Regions from separate parts of the Mus musculus genome. Here region 2 is linked to region 1. A link is a contact called in public Hi-C data. All regions are on one chromosome and are shown on one strand. Each heading gives the region's core, a stretch centred on a gene start, on an enhancer-like site or on the middle of the called end of the contact. The rest is flanking DNA. Distances are from core to core; before and after follow the strand shown.

Evidence for each region. Hi-C and Micro-C count contacts between places; a contact is called where the count stands out from the background.
Region 2: a Hi-C map of bone marrow-derived macrophages shows a contact between it and region 1, with 26 read pairs. The contact joins two enhancer-like sites. A contact is called at or near these places in 5 of 39 promoter capture datasets (the C10 cell line, cranial neural crest, liver and 2 more), 4 of 484 Hi-C or Micro-C datasets (bone marrow-derived macrophages, embryonic fibroblasts, erythroblasts and 1 more) and 2 of 115 datasets of contacts at active chromatin or transcription factors (bone marrow-derived macrophages and extraembryonic endoderm stem cells).

What each region holds. Positions count from the first base shown.
Region 1 is chr16:91,353,706-91,359,302 of GRCm38.p6, forward strand. No RefSeq gene overlaps it. Among named protein-coding and RNA genes, the nearest start is that of Ifnar2, 16 kb to the right of the region's middle. Within about 2 kb of position 1,681, at least 105 of the 459 cell types and tissues checked have an H3K27ac peak or open chromatin away from gene starts, as enhancers often do. A contact at or near this core is called in bone marrow-derived macrophages, liver and neutrophils, where this site is marked.
Region 2 is chr16:90,993,708-90,999,746 of GRCm38.p6, forward strand. It overlaps Synj1 (synaptojanin 1), which reads right to left. Exons shown (of 32, transcript NM_001164483.1): 3 at 234-320. Among named protein-coding and RNA genes, the nearest start is that of 4930404I05Rik, 15 kb to the right of the region's middle. Within about 2 kb of position 2,009, at least 149 of the 459 cell types and tissues checked have an H3K27ac peak or open chromatin away from gene starts, as enhancers often do. A contact at or near this core is called in bone marrow-derived macrophages, liver and neutrophils, where this site is marked.

The DNA.
Region 1 (5,597 bases), core at 431-2,930:
ATAATCAACTGGGTGTTTAGCCTTAAATGAGATCCTTAGACCCACACCCCCTACACACACCAGGGTTCGGGGAACATCTCAAAAGAGAAGCTAGAAAGACCGCAAGAGCTGGAGGTGGAGGAGAAGAACTGTGAAATGCTGTCATCTAGCCCTGGCACGGCTGTCAGACTCATGAACTCGTAGCAGCTGCAGGTGCCTGTTACAGGACCTGTGTAAGAGCAAGACAGCCACAATTCCAGCACAGGTGGGTGTCATGGATACAGTTTCTATTGCAGCGATGAAACAGTGTGACCCAGGGGACTTAAGGAGGGAAGGTTTGCCTGGCTGAACTATCCCATTGAACATATGCTTTAGTGTAAACATATAGGGGGGGGGGGCTAATTTTATATCAGCTTGAGAGTAATTTTGTAGGAGGAAACCTCAACTGAGAAAAGGTCCCCACCAGATTGACCTGGAGGCAAGCCTGTGGTGCATCTTCTTGGTTGATGATAGATGTGAGTGGTTCAGGGGCAGTGCCACGCCAGACCAGTCATCCTATAACATATAAGAAAGCAGGCTGAACAAGCTACAAGGAGCAAGCCAGTAAGCAGCACCCACCATGGCCTCCACACCAGCTCCTGCCTTGTGTGAGATCCTGTCTTGACTTTGCTTAGGAATGGACTGTAATGTGGAACTGAAAGCTAAAACAAACCCTGTCTCCCCAGGTTGCTGTTCTTCATGGTTTTATTACAGCAATAGAAACCCTGAGGGGTGTGTGTGTGTGTGTGTGTGTGTGTGTGTGTGTGTGTGTCTTTATATATGTATGTATGTATATATGTGTGTGTATATATACGCGCACACATACATACATATACATATATATTCATTCTACACACATAAAACAGGGACTTCATAAATTTAGAGTGTAGACACATCAGAGACAATAGCTAAGTTATTCTGGGACAAAGCTCTCTCAGAGAGACTGCTCACAATGGGGAAGTGCTGGAGACCTTTGTAGAGACAGGAAAAGACCAGCTTGAACAAGGCTCCAGGATGACTTGACTCTTTGAGGAAGGAGAAGTTAAGATATTACATGTGAACCACAAGTCAGGTGCCAGAGGACAAAAATAATAACGTTGCATAAGCCCCGAGATGAGGCTCTGTGCATTAAGTGTTTGCCTGGCAAGTGTGAACCTTGCCTTCAATCCCCAGCTCCACACAGACCAAGAGTGGCGGGTGGCACACTGCTGCAATCCCAGCACTCAGTAGGTGAGTCAGGAGGATCCGAAGTTTAAGGCCAGTTTGGCTACATAGATACCTGCAGGCCATTCCAGGCTACATGGGACATGTCTCAAAATGATGGTGCTGGTGGCAATTATGACAACACCGTGACGATATATTGCATGGAGTGATCAATGTCTGAATTGCAAGCATTTTTATACTCACAGAGAAACGTTGCTCAAGGCTGGACAATGGCTAAATGGCAGCTAATTCCAGATCTCGGGAAGAAACTTTTCGCCATGGTTAGCCTGTTGTGCACATCATCAGAAGTGGTGTGTCAGCTCTGTGGTCTCTCAGAAGCGGAGACGGAATGAGAAGAAAGAAGGGAAGAGAGACTCCCTGGTCACACCACAGCAACCACCACGGGTAAAACAGAGGAGAAAGCAGAACCATCTACAGGGAACACGGAGAGGGCAGCAGCAAGCCCTCTTCAGAGACGGCGAAGCCGGCCCTGACCACAACGGGAAGTCCCTTCTCAGGCCCAGTAACGGTGGTATTCAGTTTGCATGGCCTGCTGAGAAGCCACCCATGTGTCTCTACACCACTGGCCATTTCTCTTCCTTCTTTCCTTCGCCTCCATCTTGCAGTGTCTAACCTGTAGAGGGCTAGGACAACAGAGCATCGATGTAGTTACTGTCGTACGTAAAATAAGGGCTAAGAAGCTGCGGCCACACACTGAGTGGTTCTGGTGTCAGGATCAAAATCTGCCAAGCACCATTCTCAGTGGGGTGCCCTCAGAAGGGGCTTCCACATTTGAGACCACAGATTCACCCTGCTACACATTTCCTTGAAAGCAGACGAGGTGTTTAACTGGATCTGCCACACCGCCTCCAGTAGAATCTGTGCGACAAGTTACACAGACTGAGGCGATTGACCTCAAAAAAGGGAGGCTTCCTGAAACCGGCTGTGGAACTCTTCTCTGGAGAAAAAAATATTGAGCCATAGTTCTCATGGCAATATCTCTGTTTTATTTTCTCTTATTCCTTCTCTTATTTACATGTTCCTGGTAGCCTAGGCTAAGATCTTAAGCGAGAATAGTGGGTAAGAAACCATCCCTAGAGATGGGGTCACTAACATTACCTTATCCCCAGGGAAACCAACACTTTACTTTCAAAATCATTTACAAAGCTATTACAATAGATAAAAACTTTCCCAACAGCCAGGCGTGATGGCACACACCTTCAATCCCAGCACTCAGGAGGCAGAGGCAGGCAGATTTCTGAGTTCGAGGCCAGCCTGGTCTACAAAGTGAGTTCCAGGACAGCCAGGGCTATACAGAGAAACCCTGTCTCGAAAAAGCAAAAACAAAAACAAAAAACCTTTCCCAACAATAAAATTTCATATGGCTACACGTGTGTCATCGGAGGTGGATTTTGGTATATGGTAAAGAAAGCCTTAATTAGAAAGAATTAAAATAGTTGATTTATAAGAAAATCGGGCACTAGATGTTAAATAATAATTGACCATGGGGCTGGAGAGTTAGTTCAGTGGTTAAGAGCACTGACTGTTAAAGATTTATTAACCTGCTCCTGGAAATATGCCACTAGCCTTGGACGACAGTCCCCACTGAATACATCCTTTTAGAATTGTTATATTTTGATGATTTATAATGATGTTACCTGTTCTGTTTGTGATTCACTGAATACATAGTTTCAAAGTTGTAATGCTTGGATAATTTTTGTGCTTTACTGTGCCAAATGATTTTTGTTGGTATCTGTGATTGTCTCACTGGATATAGTTTCTAAGAGATGTAATGTTTGGTTTTTTTAATGTATAAAACCCCCTGCTTGAGAGCTGCAGAATACACAGATTCAAACTGCCTCTGTGTTTGTTTCTGTTTGTCACCACCAAATCCTTACCCACCTAGCTTCAAGGACCCTCATTCCAGGGACCCCCCGTACCCGACTGGGGTGGTCCGTGGATTGAAAACCTCCAGCATCCTTTCAGTCCATTAAGACCTTGCATAGTCAGAGTCATCACTCTGTTTGGATGTAGCACATAGTAGGTGCGCAAGGAAAAGTGTAGTTGAGAAAGGTCTGTGAGCTCTAGCCCCACTGTCACATCCCTCACGTGGCATGACGACCTTCTCAAATTCATGTTCAGTGTGACAGCTGTGGAGTTAATGAGAGCTGCAGATCAGCAGCCGGGACGTGCCAAGGTGCTGCCTGGACAGACAGAGTCCTAGAGGCTGTGGCTGGACAGACTAACTCAAGGACAGACAGAGTCCTGGAGGCTGAGGCTGGACAGACTAACTACTGGACAGACAGTGGGGGTTGAGGCTGGCCAGACTTACTCCTGGACAGACAGCTCTGGAGGCCAAGGCTGGATAAGCTAACCCCTCATTGCTTGAGTCAGATTTCTCTTGTGTATCCAGGAAAGGGCATTCTCTGCCCTTTGTGCCATGTCTGACACAGGCTGAAAGACAGAAAGCGGCTCTGTAGAGGTTGTTGGGACAGCTGAATGACTTGAACATCTGAAATCCAGCTGTGAGCGGTTCCCTTCCATCACTATTAACTTTTTTAAAAAAGATAAATAAAAAAATGAAAGCCAGAAGGGTGTGAGAGGTTAGCCGAGCACTCGCCATGTTTTCCGTTTTCACCATAAGGCTTTGGAAAATAAACGGCTCGGTTGCCGCTGCTCCCACAAACAGCAGGAAGCTGAGGTCGGAGGAAAGCTTAGCCTTTTATGTGAAATGCTCTAGAGTTTGGCTCCCAGTTTTGTCTCTGACCTTGATGATGGACCCTGACCTTCAGGGGCTCAGGGAGAGTTGGTGATGATAAGCCACAGCCAGACAGCATTTTCTGCTTGGAAAACCCGGCGCTTACAGACTATCCCTTGGAGCAACAGACAAGGTGAAAGTCTGTAGTTTTACAAGAAGGTATTAGGAGAGTGGTTATTTGTTTGTTTGAGGGAGGCTGTGGGTACACGAGCTTGGAGGTCAGAGGTCAGCGTCAGGTGGCTTCCCTCAACCCCTCTTCATGCCTCTGAGACAGGGTCTTGTGCTGAATCTAGAACTCAGGCATTTGGTTAGACTGCCCAGCCCGTGAGCTCCAGGGATCTGCCTGCCCTGCATGCCTGCACTGGGACACACATGTGTACAGCTTCCCCAGGGACGCTGGGGCTTTGAACTCTGGTCCTCACACTCCTACAGAGAGTGTTTCACACTGCCCATCTCCCCAGCCCAGACATAATTTCTTTTCAAATATTTTCTGTCTGTGATTTGTTAAATTTGTATCAATTGAGAACCCAGAGGAAGAGGAGAAATCATATTTTAACACCTGATTGAAGATGAATATGTTGTTGAGCCCAGTGGTGAGAGAGAGAGAGAGAGAGAGAGAGAGAGAGAGAGAGAGAGAGAGAGAGAGAGAGAGAGAGAGAGAGAGAGAGAGAGAGAGAGAGAGAGAGAGAGAGAGAGAGAGAGAGAGAGAGAGAGAGAGAGAGAGAGAGAGAGAGAGAGAGAGAGAGAGAGAGAGAGAGAGAGAGAGAGAGAGAGAGAGAGAGAGAGAGAGAGAGAGAGAGAGAGAGAGAGAGAGAGAGAGAGAGAGAGAGAGAGAGAGAGAGAGAGAGTTCTGTAGAGAACATCTAAATGCAGCCCCCTCCCCATTCTCCACAGTTGTCACATGAATTTCATTCGTTTTGAGTCAGTACCATAAATAACCAGCAGAGGGCACTGTTCCCTAATAGAAAAGGAGCTACGAAGACGTCCACAGAATGATTTTCCTAGGGCTGCCTTAACAAAGATCCCCAGGCTGGATGGCTCGCACAATAAAAATACTCTTGTTCACAATCTGGGACTGAAACTCTAGAATTAATGAATGCACAGGGCTGGTTTCTTAACCTAAGGCCTCTCATTGGCTAGTGGCTCAAGTCTTCCCGCAACTTCACAGGGTTTTTCTTCTGTGTCCTGACCCGGAGTGACCGCTCTGTGGTTACAAGTCTTGGTTCAATTCCCAGCATCTACACAGGGGATAAACATTCGTAGCTCTGGTTCTAGAGGACCCAACGCCCTCTTTCAGCCTCCGTGGGGCCCAAGCATGGTCATGGTACGCGTATACGGGCAAAACACACGTGCACATACCATCAAAATAAACAATTTTATTTAAGAGTCAGATTAATTACAGCCCAAACAAATAACCTCAGTTAACTTCTTTCAAGATTATATATCCAAATAAGTCATATTCTAAGAATGTGGCAGATTGCAACATCGGCAGATGAACGGGGTTCGGGGCACAACTCAACACGTAGAAAGAAACTCTTCTGTTCTCAGTGTGACTGACCTTTTAAAAGACATGGACAGGACAGGACAGGCAGCCCTAAGTCCCAATGGTCTGACATCG
Region 2 (6,039 bases), core at 759-3,258, 360 kb before region 1:
GGGCATAGATCTGGGAGGAGTTGGGGGGGGTTGAATATAATCAAATACATTACATGAAATTCTCAGTTAATAAAAATATTTAAAAAGATTATCCTAATGAATGTTTAAAAGGTATATACTAGTTAAGGCTCAAATACTGGGTTTGAAATGATATACAGGTAGTCTCTCTCATCTTCAGAACTATAAAAACAGAAATGAAAAAGTAGATTAACCACACGGAATAACAGACTTACCAAGATTTAATCGTAAAACTCCCAAAAGTCCGTATGCATCCAGTACTTTGGCATATGTGCCTTTAATAGCCTCCTTTTCTGCAGATGCTGTTAAAAATAATAATTGAAAACATTAGAATCTATTTAGTTGTAATGCCAGACTTGAAACAAAGCTTCAAAATGGGATCGTTTTCCCCATTTATCTATCTATCTATTTTCTCTTTTTTCTCTCTCTGTCTTTAGACCAGCATGACTTGGTTTCCCCCTATGTCACTGGGTTATCTAGTCTCTGGTTCTTGACCACTCAAGCTGTGTCAGATCTGGGTTCACCTCGTGAAGTGAGCCTCGAGTCAAATCAGTTGTTGGTGGGTTACTTCTGCAAGCCCTGTGCCACCATTACCTTAGCATATCTTACAGGCTGGACACTGTTGTGAATAAAGGTTTTGTAGCTGGCTTGGTATTTACATTACCCTTGATAATGTGCAGAATACCTTTCTGTATCAAGGATGCTGGAACATAGGGATGAAGTCTCTGTGGGCACCAGCTCAGTATCTCCATGTTTGATATAGGTGACCTCTCCAAACACCAGTGTATTATATTAGGTATTCTGTCCAACTAGTAGAAGAACTTTCTTGCTGGAGTTACAGAATTCTGCCCATCTAAGGAGTCTGTCTTCTTGTTGATAGCCTGTTTTACTCACTCGTTTATCCTGGACACAGAAGCTGAATAAACTGGTAAATGCTGCAAGCCACTGCTTGACCACACGGTTTAGCATGGCAGTGGGGCAGTCTTTACTGACCTTCCTCTCACTTCCTTTGCTCTAAGCTGAGGCAAACTTGCTAATGAGCTCAAGCCAGGCAATAATTTCCCTAGAGCAGGCTACTATGGTTAGTCTACTGATAAAAAAATAAAATAAAATAAAAGACAACAACAACAAAAATCCCGGATGTTTAAAGGCAGAACCTTCCTAGCACTTAGCAGATCCACATTTAAGATACAACAAAGAACCAAGGAACATAAACCACATCTGGTATTTCAAAGAATTTCAAATAGCACATTCTGAAGTGTGAAATTCAAACTTAGCCACTGCCCTCCGTTCCCTGTCCCACCTCTCCCCAGCTCGAGGAGGCTTGCTAGGTCACAGGATTCCCTGTCCTCATCACACTTAGCCTTCTCCCTCCCCTCTGTCCACACCACAACCACAGAACCCTTGGCAGGGCTCCTGTATGCTGCTCTAGGAAAGCAAGTAAGCAGATTGCTCTGACCTCCCATTTCCTGTCTATCTTCTCTGCAGACACAGGCTCTTCTCAATCTACATCTTATCCAAGATTCCTTGCCAATTCCTTGGATTCCAGACTCTTATCTTAAAGCTCTTCCCCAGAGTTCCACATAGTATCTCACTTCCCCATCTGCCTCTCTCCACCCTGTCTACTCAAGCTTCTCCTCCGCGGCTCACTTTGGCCAGCCGGGGACTTATGGTCAGTTAGCTGGCAGCACAGGCTAAAGCTAAATGACTCAACTAACACCATCACATTCTCTAATATGTTCATTATTAAGTGTGGGCCTTTCTGTAACCAGTATGAAACTAGAGTGGGGAAGACTTTTAGCATGCTAGGGGAATCGTGTCTTCTTTCACATATCTAGCCGTCCTAGCATTATATTGTTCTATGTGTTTATGGTCAATTCAAATTTAAAATTTACAACAAAAACTGAATTGTTTTCTAAAGGAAACTACAGCTGCCTTTCTTAAGTGCTGCACTTCCTCATTCAGCGTACCATGGGTGGGGCTGGGAGTGGGTCTCAATTTTTCATGGCAGAAAATGCGGTTTCCAGGTCAGACTGCTCTACGGAGTCCCTCAGGCTACATGCTGTGTGAATTTAAAATATTATTGCTGTCATTGGAATGAAGGAATTACTGATGTATTAGTGTCAGCAGCAATTAGGTTAAATTAGCAGTTAGCAAAAAATCACCATTAGGTTCAATGACCACAGCCAGCAAGAGTTAAAAAGAAAATGTAACTTAATATTAAGTAATTCTCTCCCCATATGAATAGTCTCTGTAACCTAAATTATCATGAAATAAATATTCTCTCCTCATAACTATTTTCTTCTCAATTGCACAACAAATAAACACTGTCTCTCAGGCCCAGTGACCATCCTTCTATTGCACCGTCATCTAGCTTAAACATGTAAGCATACACCAAGCCACTTAATTATTTGTATTTCAGAGTTATCTTCTGAGTTCTCTCTCTCTCTGACTAAAGCAGATGAGGTTACATTTTTTTTTTATTATTGTTTTTTTTTCTTTCTTTTTTTTTAAGATTTATTTATTATTATATGTAAGTACACTGTAGCTGTCTTCAGACACACCAGAAGAGGGAGTCAGATCTTGTTACGGATGGTTGTAAGCCACCATGTGGTTGCTGGGATTTGAACTCTGGACCTTCGGAAGAACAGTCAGGTGCTCTTACCCACTGAGCCATCTCACCAGCCCGAGGTTACATTTTTACTGCCATGAGTTTCTATTACCAGCAATTTAGAAATGGTCTTACAGCTACAGTATTAGTTCATCATCTCTGCGATGATTATGGCACTAACACAAGGCCAGGTGTTTATGTGCACTATTTAATTTTCACAGTACCCTAAGGACAAAGCTACACCTTCCATTTGACCTGAGGAAATTGGCTTAAGTCAGTTACTAATTGTCTAAGTCTAAGGAGCCAGCATTAGAGGGAACCTCTTTTCTGGGCACAGTGACTAATACTTTAATCCCAGCATTGGAGATGCAGAGGCAGGTGAACCTGGTCCCAGGGGTACAGTGTGGGACCCTGGAAGAGCTACCTACTTCCTGCTCTTGAACTTAGGGTAGGTTCCATTGCTACATGTTCAATGGTACTGAAAAATGTAGAGTATAAGCAACAAAGGAAATAATAATGAATGTTATTACTCCCTGAATATGCGTATAGACTAGAAGTTCCACAAGGAAAGGGGTGTTTATCTAGTCTCAAAGTCCTCAGAACAATCAGGAGGGAGAACAAAAGCCTGCAACACCTAGTAGACGATTACCTTTACCAGTAATCAAAGTGCATACCGATATTGACACATTAACAAGGCAGTTTAAAGCTGTCACCTGACTGACGAAAACAGCACAGCTTCTGAAATAGCTCTGTCAAAGGTGAGCAACAGCAGAAGCCCCACACAGCAAGGAGGGACAACATCCTATAAAACAACTGTTCTCCTAGGTCCTGAGGGTCAGAGACTAGAGCTCTAGAGTTGAGGAGATTAAGGCCTGCCTTTTAAATCAACTATACAGATCTGAATGGATCTTTCCATCATAGAAAGCATGGCTAGCTACTGGTAAGCGTGAAGAGGGCCTGAGCAGTGGCAGTGGCAGGACTGCTGTGCGCCCTTACGAGGAGAATGTCTAGGGAACACACAGCACAGTATCTGGGGACAATAAGGTCTCACGTCAGCAACCTACTCTCAAATCGGTAAGAAAATATCCTTTTTTAAATTTTATTTTACTAACTTCAACTTTTCTGTATGTTTAAAATTATTTCCTCCTCCTGAATTTAGATAAATATGTCTAAATGGCATTGATAGGATAAATCTTACAATGCCCTATTGTCCATTTATAATTTTTTTAAAAGAGTTTCATTGTGCAGCCCAGGTTAGTCTTGAGTCCATCCTCTTTGTGCCTCAGCCTGCTGAGAGCTGAGGTATCCAGCTCAAACACTGCTTTTAAGTGGGTGGAAAAGGCTTTCTTATTTTACGAGACCTTATAAAGTATACCAAAAGAGATTATACAAGGGTTAATCATGATCACTGTTGTACTCCCCCGAAATCCCATTTTAGAAAATAATATAAGAATCTTCACCTATGAAGAGATGATCTGAAATAAGACCACTTATTCCACACTAAGATTATGTATATGACCTTTAGATAAAAAGGGGGGAAATCCCTTGGTGGTACCAAGCACAAGCCTTCCTGTCTTCCTTTCCTTCTCAGTACCTCTTGGCACACCAGGCTTCAGGCAAAATTAGTCATCCGCTGTCTACTTGTCCTGCATGCTGGCTCTTCTCTTCCTCTGTTCACAGTGTCCTCTCCATCTGGAACAGCCGCTAGTCATCCTCTATTTTCAACCATCGCCCATCCTTCAATCTCTTAGCAAAATGCCACTTCCTGGAGTTTTGCCCATATCACTCAATTAGAAGTAAACATTTCTTTTTATCCTGTGTTTCAGCCACATGTATACTGATACAACCAAAGCCAGGCTTCTTGTTTCACACTGGAGTGTGATCCCGACCTAACAGACACTGAGCATCCCAGCTACACCAGACACTCACTTCTCAGGCTAAACCAACCAAGAGCTTACGGCACAAAAGGACCTGCCTTGCTAACTTTCTTTCTTACAACACGTTTTACAACGTGTTCCCTTCCCAGGAAAGAAGCCCAACATCCCATTGCAGAAGGTCCCATTCAACAGTCCTCTTAAGAGTGTGAGTGGGGGCAGTGGAGGAAGGTGGCCGTGGGGAACACAGGACTGGTTAATAACTGCCAACCAGGGTGTAAACCGTGGAGTCCATGAAGCGGCAGAGGGAACAGAGGGAAGAGTGAGTGGAAATCAAGGTTGGGGAGAAGGTGATACAGAAGCCCAGTTCACTTTCCTGCCCCAGCGTCCACTGGGCTTTCCTGAGAGAGATAAATTGTCTTTTGTGAAGAAGGTCGTCTGTTTTCTTTTCTATTGATGGTGGTTGTTAAACAAACTAAGCACTAGGAAAAACACACCTCTTTTACAAGTTACCGATTGCTAACCACAAGTGGGTATAGTTTGCCAAGAAGCTCACTGTTTTAGGAGTGACGGAGCCAATCAAGATTTTCAGTAGTTCAGCTAAGGTAACCGGGCCTGTGTCTTTGCAGCTCACATATTTAAAACACTTAAGCAAAAGCATGTCTTGGCTTCTAACGTAGGATTCCCACCATATACTAGGGATGAACAGTAATTCAATCACACAAGGGTTTATTTAAAGGGAACAACTCTTCTCCCCACACCACAATTAGCCTGTCACTCATTTGGATGTAAATACTTTCTTATGCTTCAAGCACAGGGGTCTCTAAGCACACAGACCCATCTCATGCAGAACTAGCTCCCCTGTGCCCACTGCTTTTGCATCTGCATTTTAAATGTATCTTCACGTCACTAACATTAACATCTGAGGAGGGCCTTCGGATTCCTATAACTATCAATAAGGTCATGGAACAGAATTTAAACAAGATAAGTGCAATAAACATATATCCTCATGAAAATATCTTTGAGGCACCAGGACACAATCTGAATGCTAATTATATATTCAGTATTTTTAGAACCATTGTTAAATTTTCAGATGTCTTTGATGATGACATAATTAGGTTTAATAAATGAACAGAGAATGTCTCAGAGTACAGCCCTGCATCCCCAGCCTTAAGAGAGGCTCTTAGAGAGTTCAAGACAAGCAAGACTTTACATCAGAAAAGCTACTAATAGCAAACACTCAGCCCAGATCTTTTAAAAAACACATGCTGAAATATTTATGATGCATAAAACTCACATCTTCATCCTAACTCTATCATCTAAACAGCAGATAACAAAGCTGGTACGTTATCCTAGGCCAGAACATTAAGTTGCCTGTATCAAATTAAAAGGTATTTGAAGGACTAAATTAAATGTGAACCTCTCTAACTTTCAGTGACTTATGATAATTCAAACTAGAAAATAAAGCTATCCAAGAAAGCACTGCTATCCAATGAAGACAGACTTGTGGCTTAAACCTTCCATTTTGGGATTAGA